Regions from separate parts of the Columba livia genome. Here region 1 is linked to region 2. A link is a contact called in public Hi-C data. All regions are on one chromosome and are shown on one strand. Each heading gives the region's core, a stretch centred on a gene start, on an enhancer-like site or on the middle of the called end of the contact. The rest is flanking DNA. Distances are from core to core; before and after follow the strand shown. Region 1 overlaps DNAAF9 (dynein axonemal assembly factor 9). Region 2 overlaps ATRN (attractin).

Region 1 (3,530 bases), core at 685-3,184, 150 kb before region 2:
TACATGTGATGAGACTTTAATAACGGTACAATTAATTCCTTGGGCTTTTTTCAGGTGTCAGAAGTCAGACAAAGAACGTTCTGGCTGTAAAAAGCAAGAAGAAAAATAGGACATCTGCATTTCTGTGGCAAAGGTCCAGGAAAATGAAATACAAAGCAGCTTCAAACGAGTACATAAATACAAAGCTGTGCTCTGAAGATGCTGCTAGAGTAAATTTAATAAATAAGCAAATCAAATTACACAAGTTGCTCAGAGTGGAACAGCAAATCATTAAAACTAGGAGCGCCATCCAGAATCTTGAATGTTGCCCTATTGATGACTCAAGAATATATAATGTCTGTGGGTAAAGTAGATGCATCTCTTGTGTCAAAACCAGTGACCCAAGAAATAAAGTCACTCCTGATTTTCTCAGTTCAGTTCAAGGCATTTGTCACTAACCGGCTTCTCTTGCACTACTCTTGAAAGTCTATATCCATCTAGCGGAGTTTAAAATAAGTGTTTTCTGCTCTTGGTAGATGAGGGTCTAGAAGATAAGGAAAAAGTTCTAAAACACAACAGGGGACCAAACAATCATGGTTTATCGAGACCAGAGTGCTGTGTGCTCCAAAGAGTCTCTTGGCAAGACTGTGGTGTCTCCGTCCTCACACATTCGGTTTCATAAGATCCTGAAAAACTTGATCCAACTTAGCAGCTCTTTTGAGCAGTGAATCAGCACTGCATGATCTCAAAAGGTACTTTCCAACCAAAATAATTCCATGATTCAATTTCTGCTTCAGAACGGAAACAGAAGGAAATGAGAAATGTAACTACTCACTTCATATTTCATCGTAAAGAAGCCATCGCCTCCAATTCCTTCCAGAGCAAAAGCCTGCACTATTGGCCACTTTTCAACAATGAACATGTCAAATATCTGTAGATGACCTGCAAAAGAAACGTTTCACGGAAACATTCTCACACCAATAGCTTTAGAAATTCTTTTCTCTACACCCCAAATTTTGTTCCTTTTTGTCCAGCTATTGCTTTAATAAAGGGTATTATGTCTCCTTCCAAATGTAATTCCAAGGCTATTAGCAAAACTGTGCCCGTTAAAATCCAAGATAATAAACAGGGAGCTTTGCTTACTCCAGTTTCTTCAAATATTTGCCCTGAAGTAAAATCCTGTCACCATTATCCCCACGTTAATCAGATTTTTAATCCGGGGGGAGGACTGTTCAGTCTGGCCCTCATGGGTGAAGCTGTGAGCCATCTCAAGCGTGATTATTATCCTTAAGCTACACACCTTCCTTAGATAATTCCTAACAAAGACCCGCCATCCTTCCCCCATTAATGATTTTCCGGGCATTTAGAGCACATCATCCTTTCCTCGAGGGAAGCAATGAAGAAATAGGAATTTAAAACAAAATAGCTTGGTTTGAACTTACATGGTTCAAAATTAGAAAGCAACTTTCGAGGGGTTTTTTTTGCCTTTTATCTACTGTACTATGGATCCAAAACCCCATGTGCTTGTGCACGGCATTGCCTTGACTTTAATCGCTATTTTGGATACTGCAAAATACACTCTGGTGAACAATGTGAGATGACACTGTCCAGGCTGCTGGGTTGGCTGCAGATCATAACAGGAAACCACGCAGCCCCGTTTCTGCAGCGCTAAAAAAGGAAACTTGCATAATGAAATGTTTGTTCTTTCCTTACAGAAGGGAGTATTTATCTGGAGCTCCCATGTGAATAGAGAACGTCTGGCACGGCAGGACACGCTCCTCTGAATGCAAATTATTTCTCACACTCGAGCATTCACTCTTCAGATCGAGTCTAAGGGCTTCCATTTTTCAGTAAGAAACCAAACTCTTAAGGAAAAAGAAGCTGAAAGGAAACTACTGACATATTAATCCTTATTCCTTACCAGAGAAACCTTCATTCCCTGAAGTGCATTGACTTGCATGCTGCAAAACTATTTGCATAAGATGAGCAAACCCACCTTGGCAGCTGTACGGAATACCAATGCGGCTGCAATCTCGAACCATGTCTACAAAGCTGGAAATCTTGAATTCCTCTGCAGCTTCTTCATCTTCATACTGAAAGAAGCCATTTAAAATAGAATCTGGTTAGGGCAGGCCTAATTCCATCGTTAGTTTTGCACAAAAGAGAATATGTATTGTACAGGTTTAATTCTACAGCAAATGTCATGTAATCCACTACAATATTACCTATGGCTTCCAGAAGCTAAAGCATCTCTTTAGTCTGCATATTTTCTAAACTATATCATGGCAGAGATATTTTCAATCCAATGGAAATTGTCCTTAAAAAATCAAACTTCGGAGCAAGGTTTTTAATAAGGTTCTATGAAGACATAACTATACACTTCATTTTCAGCTTTCACTGATGTCTTTCAACATCATCTACTAGATTCTGGACAATTTTAAAGGAATAGAAGACGCTTTGAGAAAGAGTCAACGAATGCGCCACAAAATAAAACTTGTCACTGAGGGAAAAATAACATAAAAATACCAGTTTAACAACACTAAACCAGAAAATCCAACTGACAAGATACGCCCTGGGTCACAGAATGAGAACAAGAGATGTATGTAGGAAAAGGAGGAGACACCACGGTGCAAACACTGTTTTGCTGTTGCACGCTCGTAATGGGTTGAAGTCGCCTGAAGAACAAATATCATCATTCCAGCTCGGAAAAGCATAAAACTGGACTGGTGAGACAAATGACACAAAAACCACTTTAAAGCAGAACAAAAACCTAAAAATGCCCTCTGATTCTTACCTGAACAGGTACAGTTTAGTACCAAGCCTAAAACCAACAGGCTGGGTAATTCAAGAGTCGCTTTCTGGAGAAAGATCAGTAGGCGGTAGTGGTTTATTTGATTCTATTTTTTTTTAATATACACCGCTCTGAACTTAGTATCAAGGTAAATTACATAATCATGAACCTTTTGTATATCGCTCTTGTAAGCTCCAGTTCCTTATTTTAAGAACAAGTTCTTTGAAGACAAGCCTGAATTTAAGACATAGCCCAAGTCCTTCCATGTTCTTCCATCCCAGGAAGCCAGATCAAAGCCTGGGTTCAAAGCCAAGCCTCAAACAACCGCTGGCTTCTCAAGACTTAAAATGCCATTAGAATAAGAACGTGGGTTTTGGCAGGGTGCTAAAGGCTTGCTCACTATGTGCTATTGCAGGTATCCGAGACCGTTCCATAAATGGTACAGTCTTGACACCCAGAAAGCTTATCAAGTATGCACCAAATTTTGATATTTTATCACATTTGGCCATTTTGGAAATAGGCATTCTTGAATAATATGGTTTTTTTCTTTTGATAACGAGGGTATTCACTTCAATTCGTATGGTCTAGCTAAAGGTAAGTAGGAAGGGAGGAGAGGCTTTGGGTTTGGCCAGATTTATCTAGAGCTGTGCAGAACCAGGCATGACGTGGCTTTTATTATTCATAAAGCGCTGGAGCTTTTTTTTATTTCCTCTTCCTAAAAGCAACGAAAAGTTATTTCTATCACTGCAAAAAATATATA
Region 2 (3,390 bases), core at 345-2,844:
ATAGTGTAATAGACAACACATTAGCTCTTGGTTTTGCATGAGGAAGAAAACTCAGGGTAAAGCAAATCAATATGTGAACATTAAATAACAGAGCAGGCTTGACTGGGTTTTTTAATCCATAAGTGCTTAGTGCATGGTGAAATCTTGGTAGGACTTATGTTAAATAATTTCCCACAAATCCTGGAAAGGACAAGCAATAATTTTCTCAACTTTATTATCGACTTCTCTGACAATTAATTCAATTTTTCTGATGCAGGTATGATCTTATTTCTGAAGAGTGGCTTCCACTGCAGAACACTGTCAACTCAGTAGAGATGAGATACGGTCACTCGCTGGCATTGCATAAGGTGAGTTCTGTGCTGCAGACTCATTTCCCAGCTGATTTTCCTCTTTCTTGCCCCTACACCCACCACTTTCCACAGATGGGTTTTGCATTAGGAGTGTTTTTCATTCAAAGGCTTCTCCATGGTCAGCCCAGTCTGTGTACTGGTACTCCAGGGAATCCTTGGACTGGTAGTCCAGCGTAGGGCAACAGAGATGCTGAAGGGAGTGGAGCATCTCCCGTGTGAGGAAAGGCTGAGGGAGCTGGGGCTCTGGAGCTGGACAAGAGGAGACTGAGGGGGGACTCATTCATGTTTACAGATATATAAAGGGTGAGTGTCAGGAGGATGGAGCCAGGCTCTTCTCGGTGACAACCAGTGACAGGACAAGGGGTAATGGGTTCAAACTGGAACACAGGAGGTTCCACTTAAATTTGAGAAGAAACTTCATCTCAGTGAGGGTGGCAGAGCCTGGCCCAGGCTGCCCAGGGAGGTTGTGGAGTCTCCTTCTCCGCAGACATTCCAACCCGCCTGGACACCTTCCTGTGTAACCTCATCTGGGTGTTCCTGCTCCATGGGGAGATTGCACTGGATGAGCTTTCCAGGTCCCTTCCAACCCCTGACACTCTGGGATTCTGGTATCCTCAGAAATCTGCAGCGCCTTGGCTTGTGTGTTCCTTCTTTGCCCTTTTCTCAGAGATTTTAAGGCTGAGGTCGGTGAGTCCATTATTTCCTTCTTCACGTCCGTGCTTGCAAGACATACCCGACGGCTACAGTTTGCTGGAATTCATCTGATTCCTCAATTGCCCTTTGTAGACCACATAAATATTTTTATGAGCTCCGTTGTCCAAAGCACCGAAGCAGAGCTGGTGAGTTTAGGGACTTTTGGAGCCTGCTCTTCTTCTGCAGTAGATTCATCAATCTGTTCTTCCAGCGTCTGAAACAACAAGTGGATTTAACTGTTTCTCACCCCGTTTCTCACCCGCATGCCTTGCTGTGGGCGCAGGCCACGTCAGAGCAGAACGGCCAAGTCGCTGAGAAGGAAATGAGCTAATCCTTCACTGACCTTTTGGGTTTGGAATTTTAATTAGCTCGTCACAGCGCAAGCTTATATCAAGCGTAATTATGAACACTTGAAAGACTCACACAGTGCCGTTCACAAACAGAACACTTGAAGAACCTCGGAAGGATGGAAATTCCTACCTGCGAGGGCTCGATGCGTATTCTGCAAATAAATAAGTGAGTTTACGGTCAGTGGTTCTCAGGAATTTCCCAAGAAGCACCAGCTGTAGTAGAGAATTTCCCTTTCCAAGGTTGCTGCCTTGTCAGTAGGGAAACGGAGCCCCACTGCACACTTCACTGGATTCGTGGCTGATTCAGAATCGTTTTGGTTGGAAAAGACCCTCAAGATCATCGAGTGCAACCGCTAACCTAACACTGTCACTAAACCATGTTCCTAAGAACCTCTTCTATGTGTCTTTTAAACACCTCCACAAAGGAAACTGGATAGAGTTTTGGAACTTAGTTCTTACAGGATGATTAATAAAACCCTGTCTAACTATTCTGGCTCCCTTCTTTCCAAAGGGTCCTTGTTTTCTGTCAGTGCATTAATCTGGAAGACAAAGCTTTTAGTGTATAGACACAGAGGTGTTTTCATCAAAACTGCCTTTATTCCCGGCTATCTTCTGCTGTTTATATTTGCACACTATGGGAGGGATTCTGCTTGCATAATACACAGAATCCCAGACTGGTTGGGGTTGAAGGGACCTCTGGAGATCATCCAGTCCAACCCACCTGCTCACGCAGGGTCACCAGAGCAGATCACACAGGGTCGTGTCCAGGCGGGTTTGAATGTCTCAGAGAAGGAGACTCCACAACCTCTCTGGGCAGCCTGGGCCAGGCTCTGGCACCTCACAGGAAACAAGTTTCTCCCCATATTCAGATGGACCCTCCTGTGTTTCAGTCTGTGCCCGTTGCCCCTCATCCTGTTGCTGGGCACCACTGTACAGAGTGTGGTCCATCCTCTTGACACCCACCCTGGAGATATTGATCAGCATTGATGAGATCCCCTCTCAGCTTCTTTTCTCCAGGCAGAACAGCCCCAGCTCTCTCAGTCTCTCCTCATAAGAAATATTAAATCACCAGACTTCAGGTACCTCATTTTGGGTTCGTCTGGGAGCCTCTGAGCTCCATTTCTAGTGGAAACAGACCTAGTCAGTACAGGCAGTGAAATCTGGAGAGCAAGTCAACTCACCCAAAAGCAGACCCACCTTCCCTGCCTTTCATCAGCTGAGTTCTTCTCCATGCTCCACTATATCTTATATTGAATGCTTAGACACTCAGCAAGCATGCCAGCCCCTAAATTTTGATGTCTGTCATCTGAAGGTCAGTCCTGCCCCATGTACCCCTTTTCTCCATACCCTGATTTAGGGTGAATTGTGTGTTGAAGGTATTTTGACGTTACCAGCTTGGGTACAAACCTTGGCAGTCGCGATTGCTTTTGTACCAAATGGGAGTGGTCTAAGAGATGAGTTTCTCCTTGAGAGAGGAGAAAAACTTAGACTGAGAGAAGACAGAATGTAATAACTTCATTATTTAGAATCATAGAATCATTTTGATTGGAAAAGAACTTTAAGATCCTCGAGTCCAACTGTCAACCCACCACATTCAAGTCTACCTCTACCTCATGTCCTGAGAACCTCATGTCCGTCTGTCCAGCCCTCCAGGGATGGTGACTCCAGCACTGCCCTGGGCAGCCTGTTCCAATGCCCCACAGCCCTTTGGGGAAGAAATTGTTCCCAGATCCAACCTCAACCTCCCCTGGTACAACTTGAGGCCGTTTCCTCTGCTCCTGGCGCTTGTTCCTGGGGAGCAGAGCCCGACCCCCCTGGCTCCAAGCTCCTTTCAGGCAGTTCAGAGATCAGAAGGTCTCCCCTCAGCTCCTGTTCTCCAGGTGAACCCCCCAGGTCCCTCAGCCGCTCCCATCACACTTGTGCTCCAGCCCCTCACCAGCTCCGTTCCCTTCTCTCCACTCACTCCAGCACCTCAAGGCCTTTCTTGGCATGAGGGG

What was found. Hi-C and Micro-C count contacts between places; a contact is called where the count stands out from the background.
Region 1: a contact with region 2 is called in a Hi-C map of crop, with 3 times the contacts expected there. The contact joins two enhancer-like sites. A contact is called at or near these places in 2 of 2 Hi-C or Micro-C datasets (crop and liver).

What each region holds. Positions count from the first base shown.
Region 1 is chr4:2,730,770-2,734,299 of bColLiv1.pat.W.v2, reverse strand. DNAAF9 (dynein axonemal assembly factor 9) reads right to left here. Exons shown (of 37, transcript XM_021292872.2): 5 at 1,976-2,072; 6 at 815-921. Among named protein-coding and RNA genes, the nearest start is that of DNAAF9, 23 kb to the right of the region's middle. Within about 2 kb of position 1,934, at least 1 of the 3 cell types and tissues checked has an H3K27ac peak away from gene starts, as active enhancers do.
Region 2 is chr4:2,579,660-2,583,049 of bColLiv1.pat.W.v2, reverse strand. It overlaps ATRN (attractin), which reads left to right. Exons shown (of 29, transcript XM_065060197.1): 7 at 257-347. Among named protein-coding and RNA genes, the nearest start is that of ATRN, 62 kb to the left of the region's middle. Within about 2 kb of position 1,594, at least 1 of the 3 cell types and tissues checked has an H3K27ac peak away from gene starts, as active enhancers do.